3 separate regions of the Mus musculus genome follow, and all the other regions are linked to region 3. Evidence: chromatin contacts called from public HiChIP or PLAC-seq and promoter capture Hi-C data. All regions are on one chromosome and are shown on one strand. Each heading gives the region's core, a stretch centred on a gene start, on an enhancer-like site or on the middle of the called end of the contact. The rest is flanking DNA. Distances are from core to core; before and after follow the strand shown. Region 1 holds the start of Pip5k1a (phosphatidylinositol-4-phosphate 5-kinase, type 1 alpha). Region 2 holds the start of Tnfaip8l2 (tumor necrosis factor, alpha-induced protein 8-like 2). Region 3 holds the start of Snx27 (sorting nexin family member 27).

Evidence for each region. Promoter capture Hi-C pulls out the DNA fragments that hold promoters and counts their contacts. HiChIP or PLAC-seq counts read pairs in DNA pulled down with a chosen protein or histone mark.
Region 1: a contact with region 3 is called in an H3K27ac HiChIP or PLAC-seq map of microglia, with 4 times the contacts expected there. The contact joins the promoter of Pip5k1a here to the promoter of Snx27 in region 3. A contact is called at or near these places in 1 of 39 promoter capture datasets (pre-B cells) and 2 of 115 datasets of contacts at active chromatin or transcription factors (microglia and pancreatic cancer cells).
Region 2: a contact with region 3 is called in a promoter capture Hi-C map of pre-B cells. The contact joins the promoter of Tnfaip8l2 here to the promoter of Snx27 in region 3. A contact is called at or near these places in 3 of 39 promoter capture datasets (liver, pre-B cells and stem cell-derived epiblast-like cells).

The regions. Positions count from the first base shown.
Region 1 is chr3:95,105,498-95,108,197 of GRCm38.p6, forward strand. It overlaps Pip5k1a (phosphatidylinositol-4-phosphate 5-kinase, type 1 alpha), which reads right to left and starts at 1,433. Exons shown (of 15, transcript NM_008847.3): 1 at 879-1,433. The coding sequence starts at 954.
Region 2 is chr3:95,140,812-95,143,778 of GRCm38.p6, forward strand. It overlaps Tnfaip8l2 (tumor necrosis factor, alpha-induced protein 8-like 2), which reads right to left and starts at 1,543. Exons shown (of 2, transcript NM_027206.3): 1 at 1,504-1,543.
Region 3 is chr3:94,581,431-94,584,321 of GRCm38.p6, forward strand. It overlaps Snx27 (sorting nexin family member 27), which reads right to left and starts at 1,286. Exons shown (of 12, transcript NM_001082484.2): 1 at 815-1,286. The coding sequence starts at 1,119.

The DNA of each region.
Region 1 (2,700 bases), core at 183-2,682, 520 kb after region 3:
CCTCCTTCTTTTAGGGTGTTTTGACCTTGACCTCCCTCCTCATCCTTTAGATGTTTCCAATGTTTCCCTCTGTGCTGACTATAGTAAGCTCCCATGATCCCAGCACTAAGGCCAGTCAGGAAGGCATAAGAAGTGCCTGTATCAAAATACAAAACAACACAACTCCTCATTCCTTTCCACAGTTGTACAACCTAAAGATAGGAATCCCCTAAAGAGTTAATGTGAGAAAGTAAGCATGTGGCTGGCTGCTGCTGACAAGAGATGAGAGGAGGAATGACGCACTGGGAGGGGGGCGGGCGGGGGGTGGGGGAGGGAGTCTGAGCGGAAAGCCACTCCAGGAACTTACTCCCAATAAAATCCACAATTCCCATGACTCTCCATTACTTTTAAGTTCCATAATCCCCTCAACATTTTGATCTATTAATTTCACAATCACTTTGGTATCTACCTTACACCTTTATCTACCAATACTCCGTTTACGTTATTTTGTCTTATTAAGCCCAGATCCTGATGCATGCTAGACGAGATCTCCACTACTAAGCTGTATCCTCAGTCTCCACTGATTCGTTTCTCCACTCCTGTTGTCGTTTCTCTCTTAACCCCCAACCTTCAGTCTCCATCCTTCCTCCTCAAAGTTCTCAACGCAGTCGCCTCTGAGACACTGTGTGAGTTTTCGTCAGCTTCCCTTTTTCTCAGCGACATCCATCCTTTCCCCCAGACTCCTCTAGTAATAGAATTGTCTACTTCAAAGTCCGGTCCTGTCCTCCCTTAGGGGCAACCCCTCGGACATCCTCAACCACAGGTCCCCTCCCAGGACTCGGTCTTGTTCCCATCTCACAGTCCTCCTCAGTCGGCTGCCCGCGTCCCACCCGACTCACCTGCGGTACCAGCAGGGGCCCCGGCATCAAGGGATGAAAACCCGGCCGCCGCTGGCCCTGAGGAGGCGGACGCCATCTTGGCAGCCCCCTCCCCCTCAGCGGCTTCGCTCCCTTTCAATCCGGCTTTTCCTTTTCTCGGAATCGAATCTTCCCCACGTCTCTTCACAGAACCCGCGTTCGGCGGGCTTCTCACAGGCGTTGTTCAGGCTCCAGGACAAGCTCAGGACCGCACCACTTGCCCGGCATGGGGGAGAGCTGCAGTCTCGCACCTTCCTAGCAACTTGAACTGCTCTCCGCCAAAGCTACCTTCTCTTACCAGACAGGAACACTTGAGCCGGGCCCCGGGAGTCCCGCGTCTCGGATAGAACAAACCTAAAGGAAAACCTAGGCACCTGAGGTGCCCCCAAAAGCGAATGCCCCCCCTCCCTCACCTCCCCAGCCACTGCCTGTTTATCCCCAACTCCACCGCTCGGCTCAGGGTGGGCGGCCAAGGAAACCCCGGTATTGCGCATGCGCCACAGCTTCTCGGCGTTCGTCTATCTAGCCGGAGAAAAGAGAAGCCAATCAGAGGGGACTTCGGATCACGTGACAGATGATGCCACACCCCAAGGAATCCACCGACCGTAGACCGTGAGTCTACGGTGGCTCAGTAGGCCAATATAGGTTCGTATCTTTGATCGGGTTGCTAAGAACTCTTGTTAAGAATCAGCTGGACCGAGATGGACTGAGCTCCTCAAATGACAGTCCTGGAAAGAATTCGGAACGCAGCTCTGTGTCAAGTCCGAAATGTTAAGCTCTTGTGCACTACAAAACATCACAACCATCAAGAATTCTTCCAGCCTTTACTGTTTAAGGTGTCGGCTTGTGGGATCTTCCTTCTAAAGACATAAAAATAGATGTTTTGTTTACTTCAAACAGTGCTAGACACAGCGACAGAGTTCATTAAATGTAAATATTTGATAAATAAGGCAATGAGGATTTGTCAACAATATAAGAAGAAAAGTAAGAAAAATACATAAAAACAAAGTTTAAAAGACCTGATAAAAAAAAGACTACAGACTATCAAATAACCTCCCCCTATCCAAAGTCCTCCTTAGCATTCAGTTGCTAATTATCTATACTCCAAAGGGCATAGAAATACAGAGGGATTCTACTCTAGCCTAGTTGTCATATGAACTCTGCCCAGTTTTTTTTTTTTTTTTTTAAAGATTTATTTATTGATTATATGTAAGTACACTGTAGCTGTCTTCAGACACTCCAGAAGAGGGCATCAGATTTCATTAGGGATGGTTGTGAGCCACCATGTGGTTGCTGGGATTTGAACTCTGGATCTTCGGAAGAGCAGTCGGGTGCTCTTACCCACTGAGCCATCTCACCAGCCCTCTGCCCAGTTTTTACAAAGAACCCTAGCAGCTGTGAATATTATGGGAAGCCTAGGGAAGGCCTTTTTGAACAAGCGCTTCTGAAAAGCAAAGACTGTGTGCTAAAGTTCTATGTCCACCTCCTGTCACATTTTTGTACAAGGTAATCACTCAATAATTATTTGTGAAATGAATAAATAAAAGGCATGGGAAAAAACCTCCAGCTTATTGGTTCTAAAGTGGCCTGGACACCTATCCAGATGTTCCTCCAAAGGGAACCCAGGGCCAGAGTATCCATCAAATATCTCCCATTCCTTAACCTCAGATTTCTTCCTCTGCCTTCAAGACCTAAAATATTTGTTTCCTTACTGCCATCTGCTGGATTCTTTGTGCTCCCTTGGGTACTAAAGATTGACAAACTTCATTTGATAGAATTAGCATCACTAATTCAACAGCATTTT
Region 2 (2,967 bases), core at 293-2,792, 560 kb after region 3:
GGCTATGCGGCGGCCGACCGACAGGGAATTTGCACAGCGCCCCTCTGTTTCCAGGCTTGAGATCCAAAGCTCATGTCAGTGGGGGTACCATAAAGTCTTAAAAGAAGTGAGAGATATAGGGTCTCCAGAATCTTAAATAGAACACTTGGCTTTTTTTTTTTTAAAGAACCTACTGTGTGCCAAGTGTTTGATATTAACTGTCTTGGTTTACCAACTTCATATGGGTGACAAGCCCTGTTTTACAGAGAGAAATCTCAGACTGAAGGACTCTTTTTTGTTGTTTTTGTTTTTTCAAGACAAAAGTTTCTCTGTATAACCCTGGCTGTCCTAGAACTCGCTCTGTAGACCAGGGTGGCCTTGAACTGAGATCTGCCTGCCTCTGCCTCCTAAGTGATGGGATTAAAGGCATGTGCCACCACCTCTGGGCAAAGCTAAGAGATCTTAAGCAACTTGGCCTAGTAAGTATGAAAACAGGCTTCAAGGAGTGGGACAACACTCTCAGACAACAGATGCTCACAGTCACCTATAACTTTAGCTCCAGGGAGACCCAACACCTCTGGCCTCTACTCACACATATACATAATAAATAACAGACACAAATTATGAGAAAAAATAGGCTACAAGTCAAATAACCCCTCCACATTCGCCCTCCAACAAGGAGGGCGCTCTTTTGAAGGGTGGCTGCGGCAGCAGGTAGTGGTCTCAGGCTGGCTAGGCTGAGCAGAGCGAGGCCTTCTTGGTGGTATATCCTGTGCCTACGGACAGGGTCTTCTCACCATGGGCCTTGACTGTGCTTCTTCTGGTTGTTTTGCTTCTTACTTCCCCCTCCCCGGCTCTGCAGGATGTGGCTGTGACCGCAATGAAGGAGCAACCTCACCCTCTCCCTCAAATGAAAATAGGAGTCCTCTCAGAGGGAGGACAGCCAGGGGGCTCTCTCCGGCAGCCGAATCACTCCAATGGGAACCTGCCATCTTGATTTGTTTCTGCCTTGCCCTGTGGATCTTTCACACTGGAGATGATTTTTCTATAGGGGCCCGCTTTCCTTCCCTACCTGCCCTCCTCTTACCCAGCTCTCTATTGCTCCCTTTGCCATCTCCAACTAGGTCCCCAGTCCTCCCAGGGTAGCTATGTCACTCGCTCTTTTTGTCCCAGCCTCTACGTGACCCTCATGAATCTCTAGCCTAGCAAAGGTTTCTTTCACTTTGCGTCACTGTACTTCCATGTCCGAAGATACTGTAGATCTCTAAATCTCTAGTCGTTACCCCATGTGCATCTCTGTCCCTCAGCTCTAGACTCAGCCACCATCCCAAGCCAGGTCTCACTCTCAGACAGCCTTGCCCCATCCACTAAATACACTAAAATGGTTCTGGGGAGAGAGGGGGAGACCCAAGAATTCTACAAGCGAGAGTTTCACAAGACAGAAAGAAAGGTGAAGGTGAAAGGGTCAGGATATCCTGTCAGTGTCACCCCGAAACCCACCCTCTGTCATTGCCAGACTCTCACCTGCCGTGTGCTGGGTGCCAGTCTGGCCTTGGATGTTTCTGAGAGCTCACAGAATGGAGAAGCTCCTAAGAGGCCCTTTGGTCTAGCCCCACCCCAGGCCCCGCCTATCTACTCTCCACCTCCGGTTCATCATCACTGTCACCAAGAAGTCCAGTGTCCCAAGAGCCACCTAGAAATAAGACAAAGGTCAAAAGGAATGGAATTCTGTAGGAAGCACCAACTCTGAAGTGGCAAGGACGGATTTACACACCTCCACCTAATAAAAGGTCTGCTTCTTTCTTGCTGCCTAATATTTTTGTGGTACTGAAAACCGTGCAGAGTCCAGATTTTAATGTGAGAGACAGTGAGGGAAGTACTGAAAGATCATCGAGTGGTGTAGTAGAACAGCATTATACAAGCATCTTCAGGCCCTAGAAGGTAAGATTGGCACAGACTGCCCCAGCCAGAGCAGGCAGGAGGTAGGTGCCAAGGTTAGGGCTGCTGAGCCATGCGTGACCAGCAGGTGTCAGCATCGAGCCAAAACGCTGGAGTACAGAGCTTAATAGCTTTAAAGGGCCTGATAAATGAGGGTAGACTCCAATGAGGCAAAACTACACCTTTAATCCCAGCATTCTGGAGGCAGAGACAATCCAATCTTTGAGTTCAAGGCCAGCCTGGTCTACAGAGTGAGCTCCAGGCCAGCCAGGGCTGCATAGTAAAATTCTTGTCTTGGAAAAACCACCCACAACTCCAGCTCCAGGAATTCCAGTGTTCTCTTCTGGCCTCCAGAGTCACCTGAATAAATCAGTACATGAACATACACTTGGGCACACACAGACACACAAATCTTTAAAGGAGTGAATTATATAGCTTTCTTCAGCACAGATTGAGAACCCAAAAAAAGGCCTTAGGATTCAGGGATTTAAAAACTGATTTGGGGGCTTCCAGAGACTGGAGTCAGCGACTCCATGGCTCAGTGACTCACTGATCTTCCAGATGTTCTGACTTTTATTCCCAGCACCTATATCTGGTGGTTCATAACCACTAGTTAGTTCCAGTGGATCTAATACCTTCTGGTCTCCTTGGATACCTACACACATGTAGAATACACATACATACAAACAATAAAAGTCTTTAAAAACATATTTAGTGTGTGCATGTGTGTAGACCAGAGAACAATTTATTTATTTATTTATTTCTCTCTCTCTTTCTTTCTTTCTTTCTTTCGGTTTTTTGAGACAGGGTTTCTCTGTATAGCCCTGACTGTCCTACTGTCCTGGAACTCACTCTGTAGACTAGGCTGGCCTCAAACTCAGAAATCTGCCTGCCTCTGCCTCCCAAGGGCTGGGATTAAAGGTGTGTGCCACCACGCCGGGCTTCAGAGAACAATTTCTGATGTCATCTTCAGGAACCTGGTCTGGTTCACTTTCTTTGAGGCATAGTTTCACTGGCCTGTCTCAGAGTTTCTATTGCCATGATGAACCA
Region 3 (2,891 bases), core at 36-2,535:
CGTCGAGAAATTTAAAGTGTAGGATTGCAATAGCACAGAGCAGGAGGAAAACGGAGCGGGCAAAGACCTAAGTCGACTGCAGTCTGAGGGAAGCAGGAGCTAGGAGCACTATTAAACCGAACTCCAAGGTGTGAGGAGTGGTGCACGTGGGAAGTCGGGGAGCCAGAAAAGGCTGTACTCAAAAGCAATGTAGCCATGGAGAAGCTAGCCTGAAAATCAGGTTGCAACCCCTCCCCCAAAAACGCATGTGATAAGGTATACTCGAGATGGTGTGACTACAAAGAAGAAGAGGGGAGAAAAGGCCAAACGGTGGATGCAAAAATGTCGGTGTGCTTTTATCATAACGGGGAATAACTAAGGAAAGTGGGTGGAGGGTTAAGGTGGGGAGAAATGATGCCTCCAGAGGAAAATGAGCTGACCACAGGTCCTATCAGGTCTAGAGGGCAGAAGGGACAGTCCACAAGGTCTGAGGGGAGTGGCAGCGACCAGGAAACTATGATGCTAAAGATGAAAAGTTGGGGAGGACACAGTACTGGCTAGGTCGAAAGGAGACTCCCTCAGTAAGGGGCAGAAAGAGGCATGCTATAGAAGAAGGCAAACGGGTTGAGAGCAGCCAAAGGCATGGGAGCAGCAGGGAGAGCACAAACTGGAGACGCCAGGAAAGCAGGAGGCTCCAAGCCGGGCCGCGAAGGCCCGCGGGGGGCGAGGGTCGCGGCAGGCTCTCGAGCTAAGAGAGGTGCGGCCTGGGTGACAGGGTGCGGGGCCAGGACAGGCGAAGGATAGGAGGACGGGGCGTGGCGGCAGCGATACTCACACCTCCAGGATGCGGTCCCCTTTGCGCACCCCGGCCCGGTCGGCCGCCCCCCCGGGCAGCACGGCGCTCACATGCTGCAGCGGCGCGTACAGCTCCCCGTTGATGCTCCGCAGTTGCCCGCCCTCGCTCACTTGGCCCCGCACGTTGAAGCCGTAGCCGGATTCGGACTTGACAATGCGCACGACCCGCGGGCCGCCGCCTCCCCCGCCACCGTTCCCGGCGCAGTGGAGCCCAGACCCCCCGCCGCCGCCTCCATTCCGGTGCGGGGCTGAGGGGTGAATACCTTCCCCGTCCTCGTCCGCCATCTTGCGAGCAAGCGAGCGGTCCCCCGCCCCCCTACGCCTCCACTCCTCCGGCGCGCGCCCGCCCCCTCCGGCAGCCGCGCGACCCCGGCGCGCGCCCGCTCCGCCGACCGCTGGAGCTAGTGGGCCACCGCGCTGCGAGGGGGTGAGGAAAAGGGAGCAAGGCGGGAGAAGCAGACGGTTGGGCGCTGCAGGGCCTCCTGGGAGATGTAGTTCTGCAAATGGTGCATGACGCATCCGGGCTCAAAGCCTTCTGGGAGTTGTGGTTTATTGGGCTTTGGGCTCTGGTTAAGTTTCCTTGGTTGGATGATGAGAATCTTTTTTTGTTTTGTTTTTTCGAGACAGGGTTTCCCTTTGTAGCCCTTGCTGTCCTGAACTGGCTCTGTAAAGCAGGCCGACCTCAAACTCAGAGATCCACCTGCCTCTGCCTCCTGATTGCTGGGATTATGCCCGACCACTAGTTGGTGATTCATTGCAATCTTGAATCGGTTATTCATTTGTATATTCATGTTGGACAAAGCCCCAGCAATCAAGTGATACAACCAGATCGTGAATTCGGTTCCTTATTTCAAGTATTAGGATACGGAACTTTAGTGTTACCAAAGTCAAGCAGCAATTATGTAACAGCATTTAAAGCTCAGCTGTTTTTGCGCAACTTTCTTTTCCATGTTATTGCAACTTCACGGCTATATACAGACATACAAAAAAGCATGTGTGGAGGAAAACAACAGCTTCCATGATTTAGAACTGGATATTAAAGTGGTCAATAATTTTAATTTAGCAAGAGTTTTGAAGTTGCTTTTATCTTGTTTATTTCATTTCTTCCAATAGCACAAGAGAATTCTTAGAAAGCATGCAGTTGGTGTTTTTGGCGATCTGGCAGGATATAAACTTGATAGAGCTGGGTGCCTGGTGACAGCAAGTAATGACAGAAATAATGCACATAGCAATCTACGCCATCACTGCTCCACTTTGGTATTTGATTTCCCCCTACTGATAAGGTCACTAGTTAATCCATTCCTGTTTAGTAGATGTTGTAGAATACACAAGATTCCACAAAGCAAAGACAAAGGAAACAGTATCAGCCTCCTCAGGTATTCTCAGTTCTTCCCCACCAAGCACCATGTAGATAAAGAGCTCTGATGAGTGATGTTCCCCTAAGGTATCAGAGCCTAAGACACACAACTTGGAAAGGTTGCCATTCTGTACAAAGGAATACAGTAGACTTGCTCTTTGTCCTGAGGGGGACATTACTTCATCTCCCAAAGTGACATATTAACACAACCCCCCAACCGGAGAAATAACCTGGAGATAACGAGCCAGGAGTCTTCCTTCTTGGCATCCAGCAGAAGAAGAGGAGAAGCACCAAGAACTACCTTTCTCAACATGACTATGTACCAAGTCTTTACATCTAGAACTTATTAACGCTTTACAGCACTAGCCCAGTCCCTGCTTGGTAGATGAGGTTACACAAGTAAAAAATTATGAACCTAAAAGAAGCAGATAATTTATAAAAACAAACAAGCCCCTGAAAGAGTTTACTGGCCATGGAGAGTTTTTAAGATTACAAGGGACAGAAGAAGCAATAGGGGGATTAAGAGATTTTGAAACATACTGAATGGAGACACAAAGTCACTACAGTTAGAGCATACATATGAAGGTTAAAAAGAAAGGTTTGCATTATAAACAAAAGGAATAAAAGTAACCTTGTTTTACAACAAAGCTGATGAAGACTCTTGGTTAGTTCTGAAATACTGAAATAATAAAGATAGAAT